Linked DNA regions of Zea mays: region 1 is linked to region 2. The links are chromatin contacts, called in public Hi-C maps. All regions are on one chromosome and are shown on one strand. Each heading gives the region's core, a stretch centred on a gene start, on an enhancer-like site or on the middle of the called end of the contact. The rest is flanking DNA. Distances are from core to core; before and after follow the strand shown. Region 1 holds the start of LOC100279215. Region 2 has its middle 77 kb from the start of LOC100279215.

Region 1 (4,361 bases), core at 582-3,081, 78 kb after region 2:
AATGCCCATGTGTTGCGATGAGTTATTGCAAGGTTGCAATTCAACTCAAAAGTGCAAAACAAATTGAATAACTACTACACCAATACAAACTAACTCCAATTTTGCTAGCGCATTCAAATGTGTGGTTGAAAACCTCACCTCGATTTCAAAGTAACTGCCTTCCTGAGAAGCGCCATTCGCATCCTTCCTCCTGATACTGCAGAAATGATGCACACAACTTGTGTCATATTAAACTTTAAAAAGAGCACATACCACCAAATGCGAAACAAAATGCTTCATCGGCGTGGCAAAGATCCTCACAATGGACGGGTGGGGTGAGATGGGCGCAGGAGAAGAAGCCATAGAACCCCCAGCTTCGCATGGCTGCGGGATGTTGGCCATGTCATGCGCCTCTGATATCAGCGGCGCCCTACCCCCGTGGTGCGGGCGTGTCTCGTGGTCGTACTGGGATTCGTCGCGCCGTGGTGTGGACAACCCTTGTGGCCGTACTCGAAGCCACCGCGTCCGTAGGAGAAGAAGTCGTAGAATCCTTCAGCTTCACGTGATAGCAGGATGGCGACCATGTTGTGCGCCTCTGATATCGACGACGTCCTGTCCCCGTGGTGCGGGCGTGTCTCGTGGTCGTACTGGGATCCGCTACCGCCATGGTGTGGACAACCCTCGTGGATGTTGGGGCAAAGGCGCAATGCCCCCTTGCTCAAGAAACCACAATGTCGAAGGGTCAAGGACTGGAGGGTGCAAAGGCCTGAAGAGCGGTCCGCGCTTCGAAGAGCACGGGGAGCGCGTGCAAGTTCCAACAGTGGCCTTACTCGATTTCACCGCGTCCATAGGCACCATCAAGATCACCACTGCCATAGTGAGGCCTCTCGTCGCCGACCTCGTGCGTGACGTTGCGCGTAGCCTTCTTCCCTGTGGCCTTGGGGTACGTGGACTCGGGCGAAGGTTGGGCGTACGGATCGGGTGGCGGCGGCTGGTCATAGGCTAAGCGAGGTAGGCCCCAACGATCATCCTCCTCCTCGTCGTGGCGGTGGCCATGGTGGTGGTGTGGGAACTCCATGATTGTCGATCCAGTGGGAGTGCGAAGGACGTCATGAAGAGCCCCTAGCAAAGGCTCCGCGTCACGTCGGGCGCCTGGTCGTAGCTGTGGTGGGGCGATTGAGCTTGGCCTACCTAGGGTTTGGGACCGTTCAAGAAGATGGGACGAAAGTGAGCACTCGTGATGCGGAAACGGAGGTATGTGTGGTTTCGACGGCTGGTTGATTACAAGGAAGTCTAAGGAATTTTTTCTTTCAAAAACGATGACGATGAAAACCGTTGAATCATGAAAACATGTGGTTTAATATTATAAAAGAAAGAATTGTTGTATCATGGATTTGTCACCACATAAATTGATCACTGCATGATGCTGCAGCTACACATCTCCATTTAATTTCTTTTCTATGTTATATGCCTATTATTTCAACTACTTTGTTTGGCTTTTAAAGGGACTTTGTATGCATTGTGCTTCCGTTATGTGCTTGATTGGTTCTTATGGGTATGATTATTATATTGAGTTATTGACGAAGGAATATGGTTTATTTTTATTTTGGATCACAATTTGTGTGTATATATAAAAGGTATTTTAGTCTATATAATGTTAAAAACATAACCTATGAAGCAATATGGGTCTTATAGCAATCGGTGAACATTTTAGCGAAGCCTGACGCGTGCATTTTTCAAATCTCGCCCCAAGCCAGTAGGTACTAGGTAGGCCACAGTCCGCTTCACTTCATTCCGAACCGAGACAAGACGCGGAAGAGAAATAAATAAAATAAAATAAAATAAAACCCTCCTTTCTCTCTGCCGGTGGCGGGCGGAGCCATGAACTTGTTCGCGGGGGTCGGCGGCGGGGCGGCGGACGGTGGCGGCACAGGCACGGCGCTCCTGGAGCTGACGCCGCACAAGATGGCGGTGTGCCACCTCGTGCAGGTCTTTGCGCCGGCGGCGCAGGCCGGGGGCGACGTCGTGCCGCCCTTCCCCTTCGAGTCCCTCACTCACCACAACCGCCTCGGACTCTTCCTGTTTACGCTCACCCGGGTACGTCCTCGCGCGCTTTCTCGCTTGCTCCCCGCTCGAATTTTCGAGATGTTGCTGCTTGTAATGATTGCTCTGCCCTGTGCTGTACTTGTATTTGGTGATGTGGAGTGAGCGCTTTGGATTGGGGCATTAGGGTCTCGAGGATTTAGGCATTGGTCCTATGATTTTCCCCCCGTAGTAATTGCATTTATGCTCAACCGTCTACCATTTAAGTTCAAGCAAAATAAACAAAACAGTGATGTGATGTCTGGTTATGTATAGATGGCCGTCACGGATTGCACAGTCAGTCAATGTTGCAGTTGATATTGTGGTAGATACACAGGTCCTCTTACTTCAATAATTTTGTAGTCATGCGATGATTTTCTGGAGCCTCCACTGGAAGAATTTTTGAAGCAGCTGAGGGCAGTGGATGATTTGACTAATGGTTGGTTCTGCGAGCAGCTGACAAGTGCCCTGTCAGCACTCAACTCACCTGATGACTTGTTCAACTTCTTTGATAAGCTACGAGGTGAGATTCACATGATGTGGGGATGGATGGATGTTTTGACGTATTTATGTTTCCATCATAAAGAGGCGTTCAAATTGACAGCTTGCTCTGGAATGATATTTCTTTTGGCCAGGTGTGTTCACTGCACCAGAGGGTGCGAGTGCAGAAGATGTATTCTTGGATCCAAATAGCCAACTTGGAGTATTTCTTCGTTGCTGCATACTTGCCTTCAACTCAATGACCTTTGAGGTGCTAAGAGTAGTAAAAGGCATTCACGATGTTTTTTCATCATGTGTTGGTCCCTTTTTTCTTATTTAAAGTGCTGATGTTGTTAACTGAAAAATTTTCTAGGGTGTATGCCATCTGTTGGCAGATCTTGTCATGTACTGTAACTCTGCTGATGCTTCATATGACCTGGCAGAACATGAGGACTTCAATAGTGAAATGGGCAACTTGATGGATGCAGACATAGGTTCGCACGCTGGTATATTTGACAAATTTCATCAGGGTTATGCCTCTGAGCATCATATGGGGGAGAGTTCTTCAACTTTAACTCGTGCATCAATGTCACCCTATGACTTTGACAACGGTATACTTGAACCCTGCCATGTTTGCTGCTTTGATTTTGATGGAAGTATTAAATATGCCAAAAAATAAATGTTAAAGCACACACAAAAAATGGTCAAACTCCAGAATGAAAAGAAAAGTGATGGTCACAACCTGGATGGACTATCTATCTCAATTTTTTCCTGGCATCTAGTTAGTTTCTTCCTTTTTTGGCTGTAATATGGGATCCTGGGAAGGGCTATTCACTGCATGAATTTATTCCGATTCTAAGAAACAGTATCCGTTTCAAGTATTTTATTTTAATTCCAAGCTTGACGAGATTACCTCCTGATCTGTTACAACTTTGGCATGGGGCAAGGTTGGCTCGCATCTAGCTGCATCAGTGTTCATCTTACTTTTATGTCATAATTAATTAACTATATAATTGTTTGGCCTACAGCATTCATTGCCATTGTTTGGCCTAGAGCATTCACTGCCAGTGCCATGTTTCTCTCAAATACCATTGCACTACTGAAGAAGTGGAGCATTTGCAGCTTATATATATATTTTTGTACAATTATGATCTTTTGTTTTTTTACTCATGCTAGTTAATTGGTATGTATTACTAAATACATTAGGGCATACTGAGTTCTGAAAGTTCCTACATATTGTGGACTCCGGCAGGGAAATTTTGGGCAACCTTACCTTTTATTTTGCAAGGAGGCTGATTCAAACACCAAATAGATTAGGCTAATGATTTTCTGCCTTATAAATCAGCTTTTCTGTACTGTATGTAATATCACTATGTAGAGTTATTTTGGTTTTATCTGGGCATCAAAGTTTTTTTGGTTGACAATTATAATTGCATTCCTTTTTTTTTCTATGTTAGCTAATACTTTTAAAGCAGATGACAACCCAACCTGTCTGAGATCAAGGTGGCAATTAGAGGCATATCTTAACCAACAAGCTGATATTCTTGAGAAGTGAGAATCCAGTTCCTACATATAGTCATAAATAGCTAATACTGCCACAAACTTGTTCTACTCCTTTAAAAGGACATGAAAGATAAAGCAGTCTTTAGTGACAACTCTGTTATTACAGGGATCCTGGATCAGTGCCTTTGAATTTATTTAATGCCACTATGACACAGCTTCAAACATTAGCTCCGGAGCTTCATCGTGTAAGTTATGGCACAGAATACACCTTAAATTTTCTAGGAGAATTCGGGGAAGGATGAACATTTCCTAATCAT
Region 2 (4,586 bases), core at 579-3,078:
AACCACCCCACATTCAATGGCATCCAAGTTTCTACACTTCTACACCTTACAAGAGCTATAGCATTCAATACAAGACACACCAAAGAGATCAAATCCTCTCCCATCTCCACACAAAAGCTTTAGTGATTAGAGAGAGAGATTTGTTGTGTTCATTTGAGCTCTTGCGCTTGGATCGCTTCTTTTCTTTCTCATTCTTCTTGTGACAAACTTAATTGTAACCGAGGCAAGAGACACCAATTGTGTGGTGGTCCTTGCGGGGACTTGTTGTCCCGTTTGATTGAGAAGAGAAGCTCACTCGGTCTAGGTGACCGTTTGAGAGAGGGAAAGGGTTGAAAGAGACCCGGTCTTTGTGACCACCTCAACGGGGAGTAGGTTTTGCAAGAACCGAACTTCGGTAAAACAAATCATCGTGTCTCACTCTTTATTTGGTCACGATTTGTTTTGCGCCCTCTTTCTCGGACTCGTTTATATTTCTAACGCTAACCCGGCTTGTAGTTGTGCTTAAGTTTGTAAATTTTAGATTCGCCCTATTCACCCCCCCCCTCTAGGCGACTTTCAATTATCAATGTATGTGTCTATTCTGTGTGATGATATATATGTTATGTGTGCAATTGTGGAGAAATAATGACCTCATTTGGTGCTGGTTTTGCAACAGTATAGGTTAATTCCCGTCGGCTATGGTTAAACTAGTGGGAATTAACATTTAATGCCCGTCGGCCCAGTAACTCCCGTCGGCCACGGTGGACCGACGAGGATTAACAATTAATTCTCGTCGGTCCGTGGTGGCCGACGTGAATTAACCATAATATCCGTCGGCTTGCAAGTGGTCGATGGGGATTACTTATTTCCGTCAGCGCCCGACGGGAATAAGGGTATCGCTGACATCTGATACCTGTCAGCTTAGGGCCGACGGGAATTAACCATATACCGACGGGAATTAGTAATCCCCGTCGGTTTAGAGCTTATTCCCGTCGGTTCTTAGCCGACGGGAATTAAGTGAATTCATGTAGTGTTCCTAGGGGTATTTAGAACATATCCAAAGTGTTGAACTATGTCTAGTTCGTCTTTTACAAGTTTTACCCCTAATAAGCTGGATTTTAGTTGTTTTCTGACTTAGAAGCATATTGGTAGATCTTATGAACCTGTGAATATACACTTTAGCAAACTAGTTAGTCAAATGATTGTGATGGTTATCAAGCACCACAACAAGTGTAGAAATTGTAACACCCCAAAATTATAGTTGTGTAACTTAGGCAAAATGCTTCCAATGCTTAAAATTCATGTGTTCATAATAAAAGAGTAACATGAAAAGAATTTATATGAGTTAGATCATTCTCTTAAATAGTATATTTAGAAATATTTTCCAGAATACTTGGGTAAAAGTATACCTTAATTGAGGTTATACCTTAGAAAGTATTTTCACTTATAAATATGTAATGAATATTGATGAACTTCTAAATGGATTACACATTCAAAGTAGTATTGGTTCAAAAGAGAATAATGTGGGTAGGTTGTATATTTGAACTATCTATCTAAATAAATAAAAACAATTAAAACTAGACTTTTGCATACATGCTGGAAGTTTTATTGCTTGTGCATTTAAAATATGAATGGAAGAAACCAAAACTGGTTTTGAATCCAAATTTGAATAAAGGAATTAAAATAGAATTCAAAAGAAAAAGGGCCGGGGGAAGGAAAATGCTCGTTTGGGCTGTTTTCTCCTAGCAGCCCACTTCTCCTCTTCACTACCGGCCCAGCTGCTACTGATGGTGCCGACAAGTGGGTCCCATGCGTCAGCCCCACACCGTATTTATTGTCGTGCACATTGGATGACTGATGGGTCCCACTCGCCAGATCGCTCACCACACGCGCTCCTAGTTTACTCGCTGCCATCTGGGCCTAGTGGCAAGTTCCCTCCTACTCCCGAACTCCACGCACGCGGGCCCAAGTCACTGCTTGTGGGCCGCTGTGTGCCCCGCTTTGACGCTTACCCGCAGGCCAAACTGGCCAGTGGCAGTGCGCACTCGTCCTCCGCTGAGGCAAGCAGATCCTCTCCCCCTCCGCGCTGCGCGCGTCTGTTGCAATGAACCCATCTGAGATCACCGGAGATCACCCACTGTTTGCATGATCGCATCCCTACCCTTCCGGTCTAGCCCACCGGTATAAATTAGGACCCACGTTCACCTCTCCACTCCTCCATGTCGTAGTAATCCATGAGTTGTCAAGCTGAGTGGAAGCAGAGAGAGATCGAAGGCAAAGAATGGGTCCGCCACCATTGAATCTCGCCTGTGTGGTCGTTTGGGCCGCATGTGGTGGTCAGAGATCATCGTCGGAGTGTATCGTGCATGGTGGTGGCGGTTCCTGGCATATGAGGATCACTAGTACAAATAAGCTCAAAGCCTGCGGCACGTTCAACTTTTCACTGGCGGTTTCCGTTATCAAACGTCAGTAAAAGAAACAGGTGGGCCCGGCTTTAAAAACCGCCAGTGGAAACCTATTTTCACTGGCGGTTATCTTAACACAACCGCCAGTGGAAATAGGATGTTTCCACTGGCGGTTGTGTTACACAAACCGCCAGTGGAAACCTATTTTCACTGGCGGTTTTCTTTATTCAGCCGCCAGTGGAAATGCACTTTTCACTGGCGGTTCCTTAAGAAAACCGCCAGTAAAAATGCACTTTTCACTGGCGGTTCCAAAATAACCGCCAGTGGAAATGCTGATTTCCACTGACCCCTAGCACTGGCGGTACTGAAAAACGCCAGTGTAAATATGTTTAGAACCGCCACTATAGAGCTTCTGTGTACTAGTGGATGTTGGGTGATGGGGAATTGCTCGTCGGACGTCATCTATAGCCGCCAGAGGCTGCTGTCCACCGTGGGCAGTGCTCCTGTGCGGGCAAACCTTGGTGAAGATCCTTCAACTAGTCTCGCCCTTGTCTCCATTTCATGTAGCACGGTTACGACTAGAAGTTTGATAACTGCGTAACTCAGGCCGAATCCTGGCTATGGGGAAATACTGGTGCCGTCGTGGCCAGCTGCTGAGAGAGGAAGGAGATCGGTGGGCCGTTGGATCCCGGTCGGACGGTGGAGATTAGATCTCTGGTTACCGCTTCAGAGTTGAGATCTGGGGCGTTGATCCGGAGTTCAACGGGGTAGATTAGATCGTGTTAAATAAATTTACGGCCATCGATCGAAGATCCTATGGTCAAGAATAATCCACGTATGACTGTGAAGCATTTAAACCAGGTCCCTATAATTTGCAAAATTGCCCTTCGACTTATATAAAATATAGAACTCGAGCTTCACTTATGTAAAATAAAATTTGAAAATTATTTCTAATATAAGAATAATCCAATAAACTTTAGAAATTCATAACTCCTTTGTTTTGACTCTGATTTAGTCCGTTCCAATTGCATTAGCTTCGTAATAATATTGTCTACGCTGTAACATTATTTTATCATGCAATATATTCTCAAAAAATAAATAACCAATTCGTTTAACCTATGCTTATTAATTAACTTGTTTAATCTAAGTTGATATAGTATTTTAATTTGGATTATCTATAATTTGACTAAAATATGATTTGGTCTAGATCAAAATTGGAATAAACTTAGTTATATTTTTTCACATGATTTGTATAAGCAACAGAGAGACATCGTTTTCATAGTTAATCAACTAAAACTTTAGAGAACCATATATTTTCAACCGTAGCTCCAATTTTAAAGGTTCTTGAACCTACGATATCGTAGCGAGACATAGAATATTCTTACGCTAATGTTCTCATGTTTGGTGTACTGTTATTTTTATGTGCTCCTTGTCTATTTGTATGTATTGCTACGAGTAGCAGCGGGGTCACGAAAAATCCGAAGACCAACTTAGTGAAGTACCGGGATTCTCATGTCAAAGGCAAGTTGTGCCCTTGATCACTCTTCTTTACCCAATAATGTTCTTATTAATCATGATGATCTGCTTAGGTGAATTTTGATGAGACCCAATAGGTCACCCTAGTTTTGTCTCCTTTATACCTTGTTTACCACTGAACTTTTGGGTAGTATATGCTATTGCTCTATGTGTTTTTAGGTGTTAAAGATTCACATTATTCATGATCATGCTATTTATTGTCAATGAGTTATTATTGTTCATGATAAGATCATTATGTTAATTGGAACATGGAGAACCACCCGGGAAAACAGTGCTACCACAATTAGGAAAGCTAGTGGGGAACTACCTTACTTGAAAGGGGCAAGGGCGGTAGGGGAGTTGTCGGTATAGGGAGGTTCTCGAATTAATGATGTTGTGATGGCTTTTCAGACGGGGGATTCCTATATCGCTCTCCTCAGAAACCATAGCAAGTTTTATGAAGCTAGTGGAACTTTGTAAAGACCTCGTAGTGTTGCCCTATCTCGTCTCCTCGGCAGAGATGAATGAGAAGTCGCGATCTCTTGGCAAATGGGTAACACGACTTGTGGGTAAAGATGTGCAACCTTTGTAGAGTGTAAAACTGGTATATCAGTCGTGCTCACGGTCAAGAGCGACTCGGACCCTCACGTAATTTATGGAACTAAACTTAATTTGTCATATTCATTG

The links. Hi-C and Micro-C count contacts between places; a contact is called where the count stands out from the background.
Region 1: a contact with region 2 is called in a Hi-C map of leaf, with 5 times the contacts expected there. The contact joins the promoter of LOC100279215 here to the enhancer-like site in region 2. A contact is called at or near these places in 4 of 25 Hi-C or Micro-C datasets (ear, endosperm, leaf and 1 more).

What each region holds. Positions count from the first base shown.
Region 1 is chr3:39,484,871-39,489,231 of Zm-B73-REFERENCE-NAM-5.0, forward strand. LOC100279215 reads left to right here and starts at 1,832. Exons shown (of 21, transcript NM_001360946.1): 1 at 1,832-2,076; 2 at 2,425-2,584; 3 at 2,697-2,812; 4 at 2,915-3,152; 5 at 4,017-4,092; 6 at 4,211-4,289. The coding sequence starts at 1,861.
Region 2 is chr3:39,407,238-39,411,823 of Zm-B73-REFERENCE-NAM-5.0, forward strand. No RefSeq gene overlaps it. Among protein-coding and RNA genes, the nearest start is that of LOC100279215, 77 kb to the right of the region's middle. Within about 2 kb of position 1,829, at least 18 of the 20 cell types and tissues checked have an H3K27ac peak or open chromatin away from gene starts, as enhancers often do. A contact at or near this core is called in ear, endosperm, leaf and 1 more, where this site is marked.